Linked DNA regions of Mus musculus: all the other regions are linked to region 3. Evidence: chromatin contacts called from public HiChIP or PLAC-seq data. All regions are on one chromosome and are shown on one strand. The core of a region is the stretch at or near the end of the contact, and the rest is flanking DNA. Distances in the headings are between cores, read along the strand shown. Region 1 overlaps Vps8 (VPS8 CORVET complex subunit). Region 2 overlaps Senp2 (SUMO/sentrin specific peptidase 2). Region 3 has its middle 20 kb from the start of 1300002E11Rik.

Region 1 (3,687 bases), core at 488-2,987, 220 kb after region 3:
GGACACAAACCTTTGCTGACTGGTAGGAATGTTACTCCATTCATTATGACTGGATCTGGAAAAGAGGTGAAGATCAGATACGGCTGTCTTCCCACAGCCTAAAGTCTGGCTCTGCTTTTTTTTTTTTTTTTTTTTAAATTAGGTATTTTCCTCATTTACATTTTCAATGCTATCCCAAAGGTCCCCCATACACACCCCCCCCAATCCCCTACCCACCCACTCCCCCTTTTTGGCCCTGGCGTTCCCCTGTACTGGGGCATATAAAGTTTGCAAGTCCAATGGGCCTCTCTTTGCAGTGATGACCGACTAGGCCATCTTTCGATACATATGCAGCTAAAGACAAGAGCTCCCGGGTACTGGTTAGTTCATACTGGCTCTGCTTTAAAACCATCAGTGTTTCCTCTCATCTTCAGGACGAAACCAGGCGTGCTCGTCCCTGCTCTTTCCTTCCCAGTTTTCACATTTACAGCTATGCCCTGCCTCCCCCAGAGCTCACTGTGTTCACCAGGTTAGTCTCAACCCCCAGGTACCTTCCTGCCTCAACTTATTTTGACACTGTGCCTAGTTCCATCCATCCACCCATCCATCCATCCATCCATCCATCCATCCATCCATCCATCCATCTATTCACCCACCTACCCACCCATCCATCCCTCCCTCCATCTTCCCTGCTATTTGATCCAAGTCACTCACTTTATAAAATTCTACTCACACCAAATATGTACCTCTGACAATTCAAAACTGCAGTGTCGGCAATACGTTTGTTTATGTAAGTATATTCTAGCTCCCTTGCTGGTGAGAACTATAGTTCTGCTGTTTACCAGGATGCACTGAGAGGGGACTGAGATAGAGCTCAGTTGGCAGAGTGCACACCTAACATCAGGAAGCTCTGGGTTTCATCCCCAGCATCACATAAGACCTGGCACAGTGACACACTTGCAGTCCTAGGGCCTGGAAGGCAGGGATGGGAAGACTGGAAGTTCAAGGTCCTTAGTTGCACAGCAAGCTCAAGGTCAGCCTGGCTTAGTGAGACCTTGTCCCGAACAAAAATAAAAACCAAACAAAGCCCCAAACCAGTGTATGCTATAGTACCAATAAAGACATTTGGCCCAAGACAGGTGTTTGTTAAATACTGGCTTCAGCTGGAGTAATGTCGTTTATGCTTTGGTATAACAAGATCATTGGCAAATGACACTGTTAATGAAGTCTCACTTATGTTAGAATCACTGATTATCTCCATGTATTCTGAGTCCTATTAATCCTTACTTAATTTGTAAGCTTCACTTAGAGGATACTCTTTTGGGAAATGTTACTATTATTAAACACTAGGATCTCTTTTTAGTCTATCTATCTATCTATCTATCTATCTATCCATCTATTTCGAACTTAACCTTTTTATAGCAGAGAATCATCCTTAAAAATGGACAAATAAAAACAAGCTTCTGATTTTATTATGCAGCAACTTGGTTTACGCTTCTACAGTGTTGTGGGAACTCAAGATAAACGATCAGTGTGTAATGTGCGAAGAAAATAAACATCACTAGTGAAGTCATTTGGAGGACATAAATCCTGCCCGCTCACATTGTTTGTGAATGCATCCTCCAAGATAAGATGTGCTCTCGGTTCTGAGAGCAGAGACATGAGGTCAAGCCCATTAGCAAGGGGAAGCCTGGGTGGACTCCCTTAAGACATGCAGTCATCTTCCTGTTAGTGAGCAGGAAGCTTGTGTGTTCTCCCCTGTGACACACACGTCATCTCTGTGTTAGTGAACAGGAAGTTCTTGGTACTTAGATGCTGGGCTCTCTATAGCAAGGGCTGATTTTGAAAAATATTTTATAAAACTTTTAATGAATGTCTAAATATGAATGTCTAAATGTCCTATTTTTTGAAGTTTTAAAAGAAATAACAACTTGAATGTTTCTGGTGTGTGACATCTCCCATTAGCTTATCTGTTCTGAAGGAAGTCAAACCTTGGCTGAAGAGACAGATCTGTGGGTTAAAAAAAAGCGTGCTGTGCTGTGCAAGCATGACAAGCTGAACTGGATCCCCTGAGCCCACATAAACTCTGGACTTGTATCACGAATGTCTGTAATCCTAGCAACCCCATGAGGAGATGGACAGCAGAGACAGGAGAGGAGACAGGAGAATCTTGTAAGTTCACGGGTCTGATGACCTGGGCACGCAGAGAGTAAAGCACAAGACACAGTGTCTCAAGCAAAGCAGAAGGCCACGGTCAGTGCCCAGGTTGTTCTCTCTCTGTGAGCACCATGACAGGCAGGCACCCACTCTAACATACATGAGTGGAACACGCATGCCGCAAACACATAAGAAACACAGGACAGAAAGACAAATAACAACAAAGACACAAAGGATAAAGAAAAACAAAATAGAACTCTGAACCTTGCTAATAATGTTTGAATTCTATTAAGTCTTTTTTTCCATTGAACTTGTACTTCTCTTATTTTAAATTTAATAAATGAATAAATTAAGATTAAACTGACATTATTTACTATTAATATAAATGAAAAAGTGAACTTATATACTAGAGTAGGATGCTGAGTACTTCAACTAGAATGATAGTGTCTCCTGAACATTTTACCTTCGTGTGTAGAGAAACAAAGGTTAAATGAGACAGACCTGCTGGCCAACATCTACCCCGAGGCTGTAAAGTTGCTGGGACTAAGGGAGGTAACTCATTTGGATCATTTCTCTTGCTTATACAGGACCAAAGGAGAAAGCAGGTGTTCTGCAGAATATCCAGTCATGCTCATGTTGATTTGTTGGTAGATAAATGGTATATAAGTGTCACTGGCTGGTTGTATATCTTGGTTGACTAGTGATTTTAACACATGAAGTTAGTTAAGAATGGCCGGAGGCAGCACTTGACCTGCCAGGACCACAGGCTTGGGAGTAAGTTGTGTTGGGAGTCAGAAGCTGAGGAATTAAATGTCAGTTATCATGTTTCCCAAAAAGATAAACTAAACTGTTATTTGATAGGATGGTGTTCCAAGGGCAGTGGGATATTTCAAACACATTTAATTATCCTTTGTTCAGATAGAAGTAGGTGAGAGCTAAGTGACTCCTGTCATACTCTCTGGATGGATTTAACCGGGATAGCCGGATCTTCAGAGGAAAGTAAATGAAACCCACCATACTAGGGAACTGATGGTTATTACTTAGTGCTTTCCATTGCCCTTGGAACACCATCCCAGGGGAAAGCGGTATTTTAGGGCGTTCGCTTTGCTGCTTTTAGTTACATACATTTTGAAAACTGGGATGCTGATGCAATTCCTTATTCACAGTACATACTGTGTGGTGCCTTGGACTAACTCTTGTTTACCATTCATGTAGCAAAACCCAGCACAGCATCCGCTCCAAGCTCAAGAGCCACATCTGCCTCGGCAGCTCTCTGCCAAGGGTGGCGAGACACTGAGTTACACCATATGGACTGCTGGTAACAAGGCTTTACTGCTCTTTTCAGTGCAATTCTTCTGGTCAAACTGTAACTAGCTAGCATTGTGTTTATATACAGGGTCTCTTGCCCTTACAGATGTGTTTTGCAACCTTATCTGTTTCAGAAAAATTGTACTGAATCCTAGCAGAAGTAGAATGGTCAAATGTTAGAAATCAGAGCAAAGCCACATTTCCTATGAATTGACAGAACTAGAAAGCTGAAGATACATATCT
Region 2 (3,806 bases), core at 1,023-3,522, 220 kb before region 3:
GCTTCAGCAGCCCGAGAGAGTTGCACGGCTAAGCACTGCAGTAGAAGGGCTCTGCGGCATATATGAGCCTATTCTAGGGAGACATGTCATTTTTCAAGAAGGTTCAGTGTCCTAGTTCCCTTCCCCCAGGAAAAACGACACGGGAGCAGGTCAGGGTTGCTCTGGGTAAAAGCCTGTGAGCCTAAGAGCTAATCCTGTACATGGCTCCTTTACCTGCACACTGGGGATTTGACCTCTATCTCCACTCTCATTAATATGGGTGGCCTATTGCTCTTATTAAAAGAAAAGGGGGATCTGTGGGAAGCCGCCCTCACATTTGCCATTATAAGATGGCGCTGACAGCTGTGTTCTAAGTAGTAAACATAATCTGCACACGTGCAGGGGCAGTTTTCCCGCCACGTGTTCTGCCTTTCCCGTGATGACAACTGGGCCGATGGGCTGCAGCCAATCAGGGAGTAATACGTCCTAGGCGGAGGATAATTCTCCTTAAAAGGGACGGGGTTTTGCCATTCTTTCTCTTGCTTTCTTGTTCTTTTTCTCTCTCTTGCTCTCTCTCTTGCACTCTTGCACTCTTGCACTCTTGCTCTCTTACTCCTGAAGATGTAAGCAATAAAGTTTTGCCGCAGAAGATTCTGGTTTGCTGTGTTCTTCCTGGCCGGTCGTGAATGCGTGTAAGACTATCCCATTCTAAAATGTAGATAAAACATGTTTGTAAAGTTCAGAAAGGTACAAGGTATGGGCTACAGAGCATCACACAGAGGAATCTACTTCTTATTCAAAGTCATCCTGTGGTAGTTAAAGCTGCTTTTATTTATTTATTCCTTTTCTGTGTAAGGGTTGGAGTCTAAGACCTTTACCATGCTAGACAAACACTCTACCACTGACCTACAGTCTACTCCTCTAGTTCATGTTTATACCATAGAAAACAAAGTACTGTAGGAAATGCACTAAACAGGAAGTTGTCACCAATGGCCACTGATTAAGTAGTGAAAGCCTCTACAAGGACTGGAGATTAGGACCAGGAATGGAGCACTTGCCCACAGATACAAAGTTGACACCTTATAAGTTTGTTAGGAAATGTATTTAGAAACAGAACTTTTAGAGTAGAGCTAGAGAGTCTCAAGACACCAGTGAGCTTTCTTCATTCTTTCTGACTGCCTGGTAGTTCCCATTCACTCCTTCATTTTACAGAAAGACTAGCTCACACTTTGCTGTCTAGACTGGCTTAACTGTCTAGATTTGGTCCTCCCTGAGTGCTAAGATTATAAGCATTCTGTTTTGACTAATGGCTGATAAATGATAGTTAAACAAAAAAGAGTGCATCTGGAATCACAGGAAACAGAGAACATTAGATAAGGGGATGTTTTAGGACCACTTCTGTAACTCTATGCAAATAAAATGTAAGTAACACAAAGCTTCAGTTGCATTTATTAAGAAATACATTTCTGTGTGGGTGTGGTGGTGCATCCCTGTAATCCCAGCAGAGGGTTCATTAATCAGGAGGCAGGTGGATCTCTACAAGTTTGAGGCCAGTCTGGTCTATATAGCAAGGCTGCAGAGTAAGACCACATGGGGTGGGGACTGAGATAGATTGACATTGATTTCTGCCAGATAGTAAATGTTTAACAAAATAACTTTGTTATTAAAAACCTGAACATGCCTACAGAGATACTGAAACACTGATTCTAATACTTACATTAAAAGTAGACTGGGTAGTGGTGGAATACACCTTTAGTCTCAGTACTTGGGAGGTAGATGTCTACGAATTCAAGGCCAGCCTGGTCTACAGAGCTAGTTCTAGGACAGCCAGGGCTACTTCCTTGTTTCTGGTGGCATCAAAATGTCAGTCCAGTGACAAGGCAGATCTAACATTTACCAAGGGATTCTACTTACACCTTCCTTTTCAAATCGGAGTCCCACCACCTTCTCTGTATCAGCTTTCCCTTTTGAATACCTGGAGAGGAAACCATTACAGATTTACAGAGTTCTGCTGTTTAAATGACACATGTTAGTTCCACAAGTAACATTGAAACTGGTGATAATAGTGCACATCTGTAATCCCAGAACCAGGGAAGTGGAGGCAGGAAGACCAGTAGCTCAAGGCAACATAATGAGTTTGAGGCTAGCTAAATGAGACTGTCTCAAACCTTTTTTTTTTTTTTTTTTTAATTTAAAATTAGGATTTATTAGTGTCTAAACAAAACCAGTGCTGGCACTGCCCTGTCTCTGCTTCCTGGTCTGCCATAAACAGACCGTGTCATTCTAATGCTTTCCTCAGCACTACATACAGACTGACTTCTCTAAAACCCTTCCTCCCTTAGGTCATTTGTGTCAGGCATTTTAGCAGCAATGGAAGAAAACTAACATGAAAAATAAATGCTAGAAAAGTGGGGTTGCTGTTGTGACCAACCTCTCTGTGGCTCTTACAATGTTGGAACTAATCTGAAGAAGAATATGGGAAAAAATGCAGATCTAGGTTAAAGAGAGACATTCTAGAATGCTGTAATGGGGTCTTCTGACAGAAGACCAGAATGTGAGGGAGAAATACAGACACTAGACAGGACTTGGTAGGTTCAGAAAGGGCAATGATACTACTAGGTAAAAGTGGCTCCATTTTCTCTGCATCCACGACCCTTTCCTGAGGGTAATTTAAGAGGCTGGCACTCAGGAAGAGGTAGTCTATGCCTGTAAACTCTGCATTCAGTGGGCAGAGGATCATGAGTTGCAGTCAGCCTTACATAGTAAGACCCTGTCTTAATCAGGGTTTGACTGCTGTGAACAGACACCATGACCAAGGCAAGTCTTATAAAGGACAACATTTAATTGGGGCTGGCTTACAGGTTCAGTCCAGTATCATTAAGGCAAGAGCACTGCATCATCCAGGCAGGCATGGTGCAGGCAAAGCTGAGAGCTCTATATCTTCATCTGAAGGCTGCTAGTGGAAGACTGACTTCCAGGCAGCTAGGGTGAGGGTCTTAAGTCCATGCCTACAGTGACACACCTACTCCAACCAGGTCACACTTTCTAATAGTGCCACTCTCTGGGCCAAGCATATACAAGCCATCACAGATCCTGCCTCAAAAGACCGGAAAAAGGGAGCTGAGGAGGTATATGAGTTGGCAAAATACTGAGTTTGGTTCAGTATCCATGTAAAATCTGTGTGCAAGGGCTCATGTGTACAATGTGGGCTGAGGCTTGCTAGGCAGCCAGTTTAGCCAAATCCATTAAAATCAATTCCAGTTCAATGAGAGACTGTGCCTCTCTACTGTCTCTACCTTTGACTTCTACATGCATGTATACATATACACTGCCTGCCCATTCCTTTAAAAATAAAAAGAGGTGGGCAAGCAGTAACAAACTAAGGAATTTGAAAGGTAGTTTAGCTAAGTGTACAGAAAAACTTGGAAGGAAAATGTAGAGCAAAGGGATTTGAAACCAACACACTGGGTTGGTGAGGTGGCTCAGCAAGTAAGAGTACTGACTGTTCTTCTGAAGGTCCTGAGTTCAAATCCTAGCAACCACATGATGGCTCACAACCACCCATAATGAGATCTGACTTCTGGCGAGTCTGAAGACAACTACAGTGTACTTACATATAATAATAAATAAATCTTTGAGCCGAAGTGAATGGGGCTGACCGGAGTGAGCAGAGGCTCTAAAATTCAATTCCCAACAACCACATGAAGGCTCACAACCATGTGTACAGTTAAAATGTACTCATATACATAAAAATAAATAAATCAAGAAGAAAGAAAGAAAGAAAGGAAGGAAGGAAGGAAGGAAGGAAGGAAGGAAGGAAGGAAGGA
Region 3 (3,861 bases), core at 136-2,635:
TGTGTGCTCCACCACTGCCCGGCTAACTTGTCAATTCTTTCTTCCAGTCCTTTTCTGTCTCTAAAACTTGTGCTCAGATCCTCAGAATATGTGTTCTATGTCATGGAATGAAGTGTCCAGACTCTTAACTGTGACTGTGCTTTGTCAGGCATGACATCGCACTAACTGCTGGCTGTCTTGACGACCAGCTGTCTTTCTTGCTCAGGTTCTCAGTGGTCCTACTGCCTCCAGTTTACTGACGAACAATGGATGGGGTACTAACTCCACAAGCACAGGCAACTCTGATCTTTCAAATAAAGGTAAGATTAACAAAGGAATAATTGGGACAGAGAAGAAAAAAAATAGGTAATCAAATCATCTTCTCTCCAAGGTTTTTTATCTCTATGTCTACTCACCTATTCTCAGCTTCTTGGTTAAAAATAAAATAAAATTTGAAATTCAAAATGTGTAATTGTTTCCTAAAATCCTTGCAGTCTTCAGCGGTAGACATATTTTATGTCAGTGAGCTGGCCAATGGCTGGTAACCTTAGGAAACCCAATGGGAGCCCAGCACCACCAAGACTGAGGGGCAGCATCAGATGCTGGGTGGACACGGGGACCTAAGAGTTAAATAAAGCAACATGGCAGTTAATCAGCTGGGTAATGAAGCGCTCACAAAAGCCCAAAGGAGCATCTGGCAGCTCAGCCACGGCCATTCCTGGAGAGCAGAGCCCTCACCCATCTCACGTGCCCTGCTCTGTCCCTCTCCATCGTTTCCTGCTAATTCCCTTTACGGTCAGCCATCCATAGGTAAGTTCCTGGTTCTGTGTGAACCCTAGCAAACCTAATGGATCCGAGGAGGGATCTGTGGCAATGACAAGCTGCAGCTGCTCGGCTGAGCAATCTGGAGCTGGCAGCTGTATCTGAAATATATGATGCTGGTCTCTATGAGCTGAGACCGCAGACACTTTCACACGGATGTAAAAAGCATTTTATTTCCCCTGATACGTGTCCTTTTCCAGGGCCAGCCCAGCTATGCTCACCTGAGTCATACCCAATTTATAGTGTAACACACATCTGAAGGGCTCACTTTCTTGTAGGACTGCATATTTGGATGCCATAGAGCTCCACAGGCAGCCAGGCACCTGACATGTAGCTGAGTGTACACTTCCCAGCACGGCTGGAAATGTAAAATACATAGTTTCTTCCTTGTGGGGAGAAGGGAAAAGAAGAAAGTATGTCTAACTTCCCGTCTTTTCAGAAGCTTTAAGTGACTGTTTCTATCAAGCCTGACTTGGAAGTGCTGAGATAATGTGGGATTTTTGGATGCCTGGATAGTGCTGAGTATGCAGTACCAAGAATAGACACCAGAGGGAGGAAGAAGCCCTTACAAGTTCCTGGAAAAGTGTTCCAATTATGGAATTACATAAACCCACAGTCCAGAGACCACGCACCCATAAAAGACTTGAGAGGTTCAACTATCTCGGCTGATGGGTGAATATCCACTCTGTATGAATCTAGTCCGTAAATGACTGGGAGAAGAGGCTGCAGGTCTATTCTCTTGGTACGTCTAACAGGAAACAAATACGAGGAACTGTCACAGGAAGCACAGAAATGAAACCTACCCAGACATGGCAGCTCCCTTGTGTAAACTCAACAAGTGGGCAAGCTCAGGCAGGACTGCCATAAGCACGAAGCCAGCCTGGTCTACAGAGTAAGACTTTGTGCAAACCAAAACTAACAACGAAACAAACAATCCGGGTATACACCAAAGCTGAAGAATTCAGAGAAAGAACAGAAAGAAATTGTATTAAAGAAACTGAAGGCACTGTAAGACACAACACAAATAGCCAGTGAAATCACAGAAGTAATACAGGAACAAGAGAATACCAACAGGGTGTCAGAAATCACATAAAAGAACCAAAGGAAAAAAATACACAACTGGAGAACTCAGTAACTGAGCTGAAAAACTCAATGGGTTTTCAACATTACATTTGATCAAATAACTCAGTAAACTCGAAGACAGACGATTTAAGATCATGAAGTAGAAGGGACAGAAGGAAACGTGACAGTCGAGGGCCTGAGACACTGTTAAGATGGCCAACACACACAGAGTTACAGTGTAAGAGAGGGACAGTGTAAGGTGGCAGACATCGCTCACGTCCCCAGTCCTGCTGACTGAGTGAAGGGAAGCAGGCCTCTACATCCTCATTACCTCTCTATTTACCGCGTATGAAGAGGTATGTATGTGCTATGATACACATGTGACAATATTACAGAACAACTCTCCTCCACCTAGGTTCTGGGGACTGATTGCGTTATAAGGCTTTGCAGCCAGAACCTTTACCCACTGAGCTATCTCGCCGCCCCTGCATATCTAAATTTAATGAGGTCAAAGTGTTCTGACTAATGAGCCCAAAGAAGTCCACAGAAAGAAATATAACTGAACTGTCAAAAGTCAAAGAAAAACTTGTGTCAAGAGAAAATCAATCTGTCACATACACAAGAGCTCCTAAACATGGTCAGTGGATTTCCCTGCAGAAGCTTTATAGACCAGAGGCACCGGAAAGATGAACCCAAAAGCGCTATAGCAAGCAGAACCTTCCTAGATAAAGCCTACACACGGTGGGGGAAGGGAGGCTAAGGGGTTATACAGTAGGCTAACCTAGACTTCACTAAGAAAGTGACTTGAGTCAAGGCCTGAAAGAGTAAAGGAAGTGGCATGTGGAATGAGGGAGGGACATCCCAAGAACAGGAAACAACACCAAAGGGGTCTCTCCAAACACAAAGCAGGGACAGCAGCAGAAGCAAGTGAATCAGGACAGAGAAGAAGTCGCATTGAAGAGGTAAAGGGGACACCCCACCCCCATTCCAGGGAGTGACATCATGGCTTTCGTTCAGCAGGACATGCAGTTGCCTAGGGAGATGCGTGGAGGCTGATGCACTCAGAGTTGACTCCATGGGACAATCTAAGGCATTAGGTTGCAAGGGTAACTCCAGGCTGGAGAACTGGAAAGCCCGGAATTGTATGCTAGTGAGCTGGGGAAACAAGAGAATTTTGACAGGAGCAAAGATCAGGAGTTTGAGTGGGTTAAAAGTTTGAGATGCACGTTAGACAGAGAGTGTGCAGAATTGATCTCATCACTGACCTTCCTAGATATGTCCTTCAGCTGGTGTTGTTTGTCTGACCTTTCTCCTCTGACTGTTCACACTAGTGTCTGCTGTGCAGTCGCACACACAAGCCTAGGGAGAGGTGCAGGCTGAAGACAAGTCAGAATTATAGAGCCATCAAATTGAAGAGAAAGGATTATAAATTTTTGAGAGATGGAGACAGAAGACAAAGAGAGAAGAACACACAAGGATTGAGTTCTAGGGTACCCCAACATACTGAGGTCAAGGAGTTAAGAAGGGGGCAACAGACACTAGAATGGATAAGTGGAGGAGAACCAAAGCTAAGAGATCCTGAAGGCCACGAAGGAGGGGCAATGGCTGACAGGTCAGGTCTGTACACATTACTTAGTGGCCACACACCCAATTCAGTACATTCTCAGCAAACCTGAAATAGTTCTTAATGTTTTAGGATCTATGTTCATTAAGAATAGATATTGAGCAAAAACATATTATTTGGTTTTAAAGTATATCAAATACACCTGTCAGCTGTCATATATAGACACACGTATCTTTTATCTAGAACATTTTTTTTTTCAGTTTTTTGAGACAGGGTTTCTCTGTGTAGCCCTGGCTGTCCTGGAACTCATGCTGTAGACCAGGCTCTGCCTCTGCCTCCCAAGTGCTGGGATTAAAGGCGTGCGCCACCACTGCCTGTTATCTAGGACATTTTAACATGTATTTACTTTGTATGTGTGAACACGCCACAGAACG

Evidence for each region. HiChIP or PLAC-seq counts read pairs in DNA pulled down with a chosen protein or histone mark.
Region 1: a contact with region 3 is called in an H3K4me3 HiChIP or PLAC-seq map of bone marrow-derived macrophages, with 4 times the contacts expected there. The contact joins two enhancer-like sites. A contact is called at or near these places in 2 of 115 datasets of contacts at active chromatin or transcription factors (bone marrow-derived macrophages and embryonic stem cells) and 2 of 9 other capture datasets (adipose tissue and embryonic stem cells).
Region 2: an H3K4me3 HiChIP or PLAC-seq map of bone marrow-derived macrophages shows a contact between it and region 3, with 6 times the contacts expected there. The contact joins two enhancer-like sites. A contact is called at or near these places in 2 of 484 Hi-C or Micro-C datasets (embryonic stem cells and neural stem cells), 5 of 115 datasets of contacts at active chromatin or transcription factors (bone marrow-derived macrophages, embryonic stem cells and extraembryonic endoderm stem cells) and 4 of 9 other capture datasets (adipose tissue, embryonic stem cells, liver and 1 more).

What each region holds. Positions count from the first base shown.
Region 1 is chr16:21,589,006-21,592,692 of GRCm38.p6, reverse strand. All of the region lies in intron 44 of Vps8 (VPS8 CORVET complex subunit), which reads right to left. Among named protein-coding and RNA genes, the nearest start is that of 2510009E07Rik, 100 kb to the left of the region's middle. Within about 2 kb of position 1,737, at least 55 of the 459 cell types and tissues checked have an H3K27ac peak or open chromatin away from gene starts, as enhancers often do. A contact at or near this core is called in adipose tissue and bone marrow-derived macrophages, where this site is marked.
Region 2 is chr16:22,030,252-22,034,057 of GRCm38.p6, reverse strand. Senp2 (SUMO/sentrin specific peptidase 2) reads right to left here. Exons shown (of 17, transcript NM_029457.3): 10 at 1,894-1,954. Among named protein-coding and RNA genes, the nearest start is that of Senp2, 23 kb to the right of the region's middle. Within about 2 kb of position 2,272, at least 5 of the 459 cell types and tissues checked have an H3K27ac peak or open chromatin away from gene starts, as enhancers often do. A contact at or near this core is called in bone marrow-derived macrophages, where this site is marked.
Region 3 is chr16:21,812,660-21,816,520 of GRCm38.p6, reverse strand. No RefSeq gene overlaps it. Among named protein-coding and RNA genes, the nearest start is that of 1300002E11Rik, 20 kb to the right of the region's middle. Within about 2 kb of position 1,385, at least 65 of the 459 cell types and tissues checked have an H3K27ac peak or open chromatin away from gene starts, as enhancers often do. A contact at or near this core is called in adipose tissue and bone marrow-derived macrophages, where this site is marked.